Regions from separate parts of the Mus musculus genome. Here region 1 is linked to region 2. A link is a contact called in public promoter capture Hi-C data. All regions are on one chromosome and are shown on one strand. The core of a region is the stretch at or near the end of the contact, and the rest is flanking DNA. Distances in the headings are between cores, read along the strand shown. Region 1 holds the start of Gas8 (growth arrest specific 8). Region 2 overlaps Zc3h18 (zinc finger CCCH-type containing 18).

The links. Promoter capture Hi-C pulls out the DNA fragments that hold promoters and counts their contacts.
Region 1: a contact with region 2 is called in a promoter capture Hi-C map of liver, with 4 times the contacts expected there. The contact joins the promoter of Gas8 here to the enhancer-like site in region 2. A contact is called at or near these places in 5 of 39 promoter capture datasets (the C10 cell line, hippocampal neurons, liver and 1 more) and 2 of 115 datasets of contacts at active chromatin or transcription factors (astrocytes and embryonic stem cells).

What each region holds. Positions count from the first base shown.
Region 1 is chr8:123,516,737-123,520,243 of GRCm38.p6, reverse strand. Gas8 (growth arrest specific 8) reads right to left here and starts at 1,409. Exons shown (of 11, transcript NM_018855.2): 1 at 1,292-1,409. The coding sequence starts at 1,294. It also overlaps a transcript of Dbndd1 not described here.
Region 2 is chr8:122,384,689-122,388,694 of GRCm38.p6, reverse strand. Zc3h18 (zinc finger CCCH-type containing 18) reads right to left here. Exons shown (of 18, transcript NM_001029994.1): 3 at 1,749-1,833. Among named protein-coding and RNA genes, the nearest start is that of Gm39270, 9.6 kb to the right of the region's middle. Within about 2 kb of position 2,569, at least 3 of the 459 cell types and tissues checked have an H3K27ac peak or open chromatin away from gene starts, as enhancers often do. A contact at or near this core is called in liver, where this site is marked.

The sequences.
Region 1 (3,507 bases), core at 160-2,659, 1.1 Mb before region 2:
TTTGTTACGGTTAAAAACATTCTTTTGGAGAGATGGCTCAGAGGTTAAGAGCACTGACTGCTCTTCCAGAGGTCCTGAGTTCAATTCCCAGCAACCACATGGTGGCTCACAACCATCTGTAATGGGGTCTGATGCCCTCTTCTGGTGTGTTGGAGGACAGCAGCAGTGTACTCACATATATAAAACAAATCTTACATTAAAAAAAAAAAAAGAAAAACTTATGGGGGGGTGGAGAAGGGGTGTTTTGGGAAAGGCAGCATTTGAGGAGGTAGTGTGGAAACCTAAAAGATAAAAAGAAAAACTTATCTGGGCTTTAAAAAGGAGGGATACACACACACACACACCCGCCCCACCCCACAAGTATACTGGCAACCACGCTTCATAGCCACCACAGAGACACAGAAGACCCTCATCAGCAAGGACCGAGAATAAGCCTTTTGGAGAGACCTCACAGCAATGACCGAATCTGAGGCTTCCTGACTCGTGTCTGCCATTATGAACCCACTTCAGGGAACTCTGGTCTTGAGCACACCGCACACACTGTGTCTGTCTGCAGATGTTCCCAGCAGACACTGCTCACAGGGCCTGCTTTATTCTAGCAGCCTTGACAAGGCCATAAATGCTTGGCGGGAAGATTAAGCAGCAGTTAATATCGGCCATAGTTCCAGGCAGGCAGACGCAGGAAGATGCCACCCCACCAGCTAATGACCCATGCCCTAGCACATCTGCCAAGACACTGCACTACTGACAGCATCTATCTCCTGGGTGGGGCGGGGCATTATGTGAGAAAAATAAAGGAGACAGGGGGCTTCGGCCTTCTTCTTCTCAGGAGCCTGAGATACCCAAGGTGTGTATCCCTGGTCACTCCATGACACTCTGCCCTTGGTAGGGAGGCCTCCGGCCACATGGTACACGCTAGGTTTTCCACCTCCGAGTTCTCGGGGTTTCTCCTGTGCCGGATTCTGCGCCCTGTGGACACTTAATTGACCCCTGAGCCCTTAAGTACTGGTCCCAAGGATCTGACGGACTCAGCTTCTGATTTCTGGACGCCTTGCACACTGGACTCTCAGTCTAGCCAGTGTGATGATCATCCCAGAGAACCTGAATGCAGGCCCCGGCCTCCTGGCCTCCCCAACCGGGACCACACGGAAGAACTGCGCCCAGCTCTCCATTCTAGTAATCCAAAATTGCAGGCCCTCCCAGTCCCGGGGACCCGACCCTCTCCACATTTCTGCACGAAAGCCTCCCAGGTTCTCTGTGCACTGGACACTCCGAGCACAGGCCGACTCACCATGGTGCCAGCAGTCCAGCACTTCCACTAATCCGGGATGGGCGCTGGTCAGAGGAGGCTGCGCGGTCTCCTGGCAACTCCGACTAGATCCCGTGCTGGTTCTCAAATCCTCGCGAGACTATCCTCCAGTTCTCCCCTCCCACCCACCCCCGCCCTAAGGGACCTGGGCAACCGGGAGTGCGTCCCTAACAACGCGCCAGAAGAGCTAGTGTTGCCCTCGGTGTATTGCTGGTCTCTCTCCCACTACAACTTGGGCTACAGAAGAAACCTATTGTGGTTCCTCGGGTTCTCCAGAGTCTACATGGCGGGCGCTCACAAGGAGGAACGGATAAAGAGAAAAGTCTGAATGATTAATCTGCCTCCCAAGCCAAGTTCCCAAATTGGATGCAAATATTGAGCTAAGAGCCCGCTCCTGCGGCCCATCCACCTTGCCCTGCTTGTGAAAATTCCTTCCACATGCTGCTCTGATGAGACTGAACGTGTAAAGCTGGGCTTCCAGAAAGAAAAACGCTAAGGGTGTTATGCCTGCGACCACTGGGGAAGCTGAGAGGAAGACTGCATGCGTTGGAAGCTAGCCTGGGCTACATACCAAAAACCCTGTCTCAAAAAAAAAAAAAAAAAAAAAAAAAAAAAAAAGAAAAAAATGCTGGAGAGATGGCTCAGCGGGTAAGAGCACTGACTGCTCTTCTGAAGGTAGAACCACCCATAATGAGACCTGACGCCCTCTTCTGATGCGTCTGAAGTCAGCTACAGTGTATTTATTTATAATAATAAATAAGCGAGTTGATTGGAGTTGCTTGGAGCAGGGCTGCACCCTGCATAACAACCACATAAAGGCTCACAACCATCTGTACAGCTGCAGTGTATGCACATACATAAAAAGAAAGAGAAACAAAACAAAAGCAAAACAACAACAAAGTGGCTTAGCAGGACAGGGTAAAACAGAAACAGAAGGGACAGCAGGTTATGCTCCTCTGCCTGCTCTGAGGATGAAGATTCCACACCCATAAGTGGATGCAGCAGGAGAGAAAGATTGCTCAGTGGTGGGGATCTGAGGCTCCTAGCAATGAGACTCCCCTGTTTGCTAACCCAACCTCCCAGTGTCCCCTCTCCCAGATTCTTGAAGAATGGCCCGCTGGAAGAACAACACCGGATCCTTGTGAGCATTCTAACAGTGGCTTATTTGTAGTAAATCTTAACAAAAGTCCAACATAGCCGCCACGCTGTTTGCTGTCAGTGAACTTTAAGGCGAGCCCCACTCGCCTGGGAAACTCAAAAGCAGCACCTAGAAGCACCTGAGCACAGTTAGGTCAGCTGTCGAATGCTGTCAGCCGAGAGCTCAGATTGTCAGCCGGAACATACACAGGTGGACTCCGGGTAGCCTGTTTTTTACGGGAGCCTTCCAAGAAAGCTGGATTTCTTTCCTAAAGACCTAGCCTTGGGAGTTGCACTGTCTCACATCTCCCACACTCTACTAGCCAGTGCAGTCACAGGCTCCAACAGCACTGCAGCTAAAAGATCCTGATGGTACGGTTCTGGAAGAAATGGTTCCAGCAGTTTTGGCTTGTTTGTTGAGGCGGAGTCCATGTAGCCAAGGCTGACCTCAAAGCCAGACCATCAGCAAGATCAGAGATGAACATGAACTGCTCCTCCTGCCTCCACCTGTGAAGCATTTGGGACAGGTGTGTAGCACCATGATTGGCTCCCTGACATTTTAACTGCTTTACTATTTTGGAAAGCACAGCCTGCTAATGTCCCAGGTACCTAATAGTGGCCTATGCCCAACCCTCTTTTTCTTTTTTTTTTTTTTAAGATTTATTTATTTTAAGTACACTGTAGCTGTCTTCAGACACCCCAGAAGAAGGCATCAGATCTCATTAGGGATGGTTGTGAGCCACCATGTGGTTGCTGGGATTTGAACTTAGTGCTCTTAACCGCTGAGCCATCTCTCCAGCCCTCCCCCTCCCCCTAAGCTAACCTTATAACCCTGGTTTTGTCCCAGGGAGGAAAGGAATGACCAAGGACCGAGCACTGACTCAGCCAGGCCTGGTGGGGTTTCAGAGGGCTTTAGCCAGCTGGTGGGGATGTTCCCTTGTTTTGTAAACTAAGAACTATTTAACTTTCTGAAATCGGCCTTCAAGCTTAAAGGCCACAGGCTACCTTGTGTCCACTAGAGCTGGGCAGAAAGCCAGAGCTTTGACTCAGACCCTACTTGA
Region 2 (4,006 bases), core at 1,320-3,819:
AAACCCAGCTTACTGTAACCAGCGGTGCTCACCCAGTGTGCTAAAGCAGCAGTCCTACCCAAGTGTACACAGACGTCTCACAGAGAGCTACCTTTACTTCATCTCATCTGTGCTTGGTAAGCCTGAGACCAGATCAGGGTGTGAACCTCTGGCTCTTGCTCTGACTCATGCTGATGCTGCTGGACTGTCCCACAAGTCCCCAACAAGCTTCTCAACTGCAAAGGCTTTGTGCAGCAGTCTGAGAGCAGTATCATGAGAACCAAGTATAGATCCGTGTGGTACACACTTTTGCTGCTGCAATTTGCACATCTGCTGGGGACGACTGCACTGATTCCTCATGACATTACCTGGAAAGGGTCTTCTGCTTGCACTTACATTTCTTGAAATATCAGCACTTTAAATAGCAAAGATTTCTAAGAACTAAGATGTGGTCTCACAGCTCTTCACCCTTAGGGTTCTTGGGGCATTTCCAAGTGAAGGTCACCTATACACTGCCCTGTATCCCACCCCAACGCACACAATCGGCTGTGCAACTTATGGGCCAACTCTTTTCACTTGGCATCCCAAGACCAGAGAAAGCAAGCCTGAGTGGAATTTTCATTAATGTCCCATCACCAGGGCATCTCCTGACCTGAGGGACAGAGCTGTTTGTGGCTCACTCCTCAGGCCCATTCTTCCCCATGAACAGGACGGGATTCCACTGCCCACCTGTGGAAGTTCCTGTTCTTCAAGTGCAGTGCCATGGCCTCAACCTGCATCTCCTCCCCAGCTCTAATGACACTAAGGAGAAAAGGGCCACAGCAGTTCTGTCCCTCAAGCCTCCTCCCTGTTGGCGTCCCAGCTGTGCTCTGGATCCAGGAGACAGAAGTCTGGCCTCTGGCGCAGGGGACTTTAAGGCACAACAGAGAGTGAACACAGGATATTTTGTACCTTTAACCTGGCCTCTGAGTGGTATGGAATTTGGTATTGGTGGAAGAAGAGTGGATAATGGTGTCACAACATCTGGAAAAGAAGTACAGGAAGCTCTTGTGAACTTAGACTGCACACACAGGCTGGCGAAGCGAGCAAAGTCATCCACGCGCAAGAGAAAACACCTGCCTATCTGTCCAAGGAAAACACTAACAAGAAATACACCCAAACCACTGAAGAACATCCAGACTGGAGACTCTTGATTCCACGTCTGAACCCGCCCCCACCCCTGGCTTTACAAAGCCAGAGCACAGATTAATGTGGTCAGTCCACATCTGGACTGTAAGGAAGACAATGCCCCTGCTGAAGCTGCTGCACTGCATTAGTCCTTTGCAGGCCTGATGCCCTTAGAGGCTTCCCCTTGCCTTTTCAATACCACCCACAAGTAACGGACCTGCTTCTAACCCATCTTGTAAAAAGTGGCTCTTCTAACAGAGGAGGGGAATGCTAAGACTGGAACAGCTGGCCTTATAGAAAGAAGCACTCAGAAACAACTGCCACTATGTGCTGCAGCCTTGGGTCTGCTGTACACAGGCCCGACACCTGTAGGGTAAGAAGAGGGGCTCTCCTCTAAGGCAGTTTTTAAGGCAATGACAGGCCAATGAAAGGCCCATTGTTTACCACCAACAGCACCTCACTGCCATCAACTCTTGCAGTCTAGCCCCGTGAAGCCTCACTGACATCAACAGTGTGCCCAGAGGAGGATGGATCACCACCATGGCCCCAGGAGAGCAGAGGCTACACAGATGGCCGCAAAAGGGCTGGAGGCAGACAGTTACCTTTCATGAAGAATCGGCAGGTGGGGCGAGGCCTCACCTTCCGGTCACTGGGGTCCTTCACCTCGCCTTCCTCCAAGTCATCATCCTAGAACAGAGGACAGTCATCTGGAGGGGAGCCACACCACTTGCCCACCACACCTCTTCACCAGGCTGGAAGCAGAGAGGCTGGGGGAGCATCCACCTTTTCCACAGGTACGTCCTCATCAGCTCACCTCCAGTTCCCCATTCTTAAGTGCTCAGTTACACAGCAGATGGTCTCCAGTCACCTATAACCTCAGAAGAGTACTGTGGGAATGGTGGGCTCCACCAAACACTTCAGAGCAGAGCTTCTGTTTCTATCCATTGCAAGCAGGCAATGGTCATACTTTGGTCTTTACTACTACGTACATTAACAGTGTATAAACCCAGTACTTCATGTCCTTTACAACTGAAGACTCCTTGCCACTCATGGGGACATCAGGTGACCCTGATAGCAACACTACCTATGGCTCATTCTTTACCTCACCATTACTTTAGAGTGACCCAGAAGCTTTACAGAGAGCAGAACCCAAGTTGCATTTCCAGGGTCCTCAGGGGAGCCAAGACCTGACCACTACTTTGGGGTCTCACCAGCCACCCCTGTGCCCAGGACCTGTTCACCAACCTATTCCCATCAGCCTAGACTCCTTGTAGTCAAGCTATGCCCATGGTCCTATGCTCTCTGGATAGCCCTGGCACCAGGGGAAGAGTGGGCAAACATGCCTTCTGCCTTGGCCTGCTGACCCCATGAGGAGACAAAAGCAGAACAAAGCCATGAGCCACAGGGTCAAAGAACAATCCCTGGTCAAACACACACGGGCTGTTCCCCGTGTCCTGCAGATGCAACTGACCATGGCGTCTCTAGGAACAGGTCAGAGGGATCAGAAAGGATGCCCTTGTTTTCCTCTGGTGACAGGGGATGTCACGCCACATCTCCTGCTCTGCAGAACCCCATGCTCACTAAATATCATCTGACAGGGAACATCCCTTCCAGCAAACACCAACAAGCAGCTGGCCCACAGTCCAAACTGCATGCATCCTAAACACTCATGTAGAGGCTCTGCCTGAGAGATATTCATCTCTCAGATATTCATCTTCAGAATGCCATGCCAAGTAGGTCTTGGCCTAGGAGACTGTCCCTGAGGAGGGAGTCTGGTGATGCAGCAATTATCTAAGACCATGATAAGAACAACAAATATGCTAAGCAAGAATCACAGTGGATAACCAGGCAGTGGTGGTGTAACCTCGCAGAGACCTGTGGATCTGAGTTCAAGGCCAGCCTGGTCTACAGAGCGAGATCCAGGACATCCAGGGCTACACAGAGAAACCCTGTCTCAGGGGAAAAGAAAAATCCCAGTGGAGGCCCATGAGCCTATAGAGACGTAGCAACAAAGTTCAAACATGCAAACAATATTGTGGAATGGGAGGAAGACAGGGTCCAGGAGAGGAGCTTACAGGGAAAGTGGCTGCTGGCCTGGAGTCACTGTGCTATCATGGGCCAGGCTAAAACTTATCAGTTATGGTGCCCACTTGCCTACCTGTCCTGTTATATCTTCAGCATGCTATTGTGATCCTTATACACTTCCAGGATCCCAAGTGTCCAAGACTTCCCAACAACATGAACCACAGGGTACTGTGGGCTAGAACAGTAGGAAGGAAGAACCTCTCCTGTTACTGAAGGATGCTGGGCTGGGGTCTTTTAGTAGCATGCTATTTCCCATAGACTGCAGGACCATTCACATGGGGGTAGCAGGCACAGTAGGCAAAACAAAAACATACTGTGGAACTGTGTTGGGCCAGAAAGTCAAGTGGCAGATTCATCCCATACACTGTTTCCAAGGGAAACCAGCACACAAAGATTATGGATGCTGTCTAGGGTGGGCTTGGTTCAAACCATTTCCCCACTGCCCATACCCACAGCACAACACAAGAGTTACCAGTATCCCCCCCCCCCCAACCCCTTCTGACTTTCACTGTGGGAAGAGGAAGGGCATTTCACAGGGAGCAGCCTGACACCAGGCACAGCTAAAACACAGTTGATAATCCCAACTGGAACAGCACAGCATCTTTTCCCTTTCACCAACCCCCGAGGTAAAGATCAATTTCTCCATAGGTGAAGCACACGCATGCACGCACACACACACACAAGAGCCAAGAAATCATGCACAGCCTAGTTCTTCCTGAGGGGAACTAAGCAGGTAACTCAGGAGACTGTTTACTACCCAGCTGGGACAAAATGT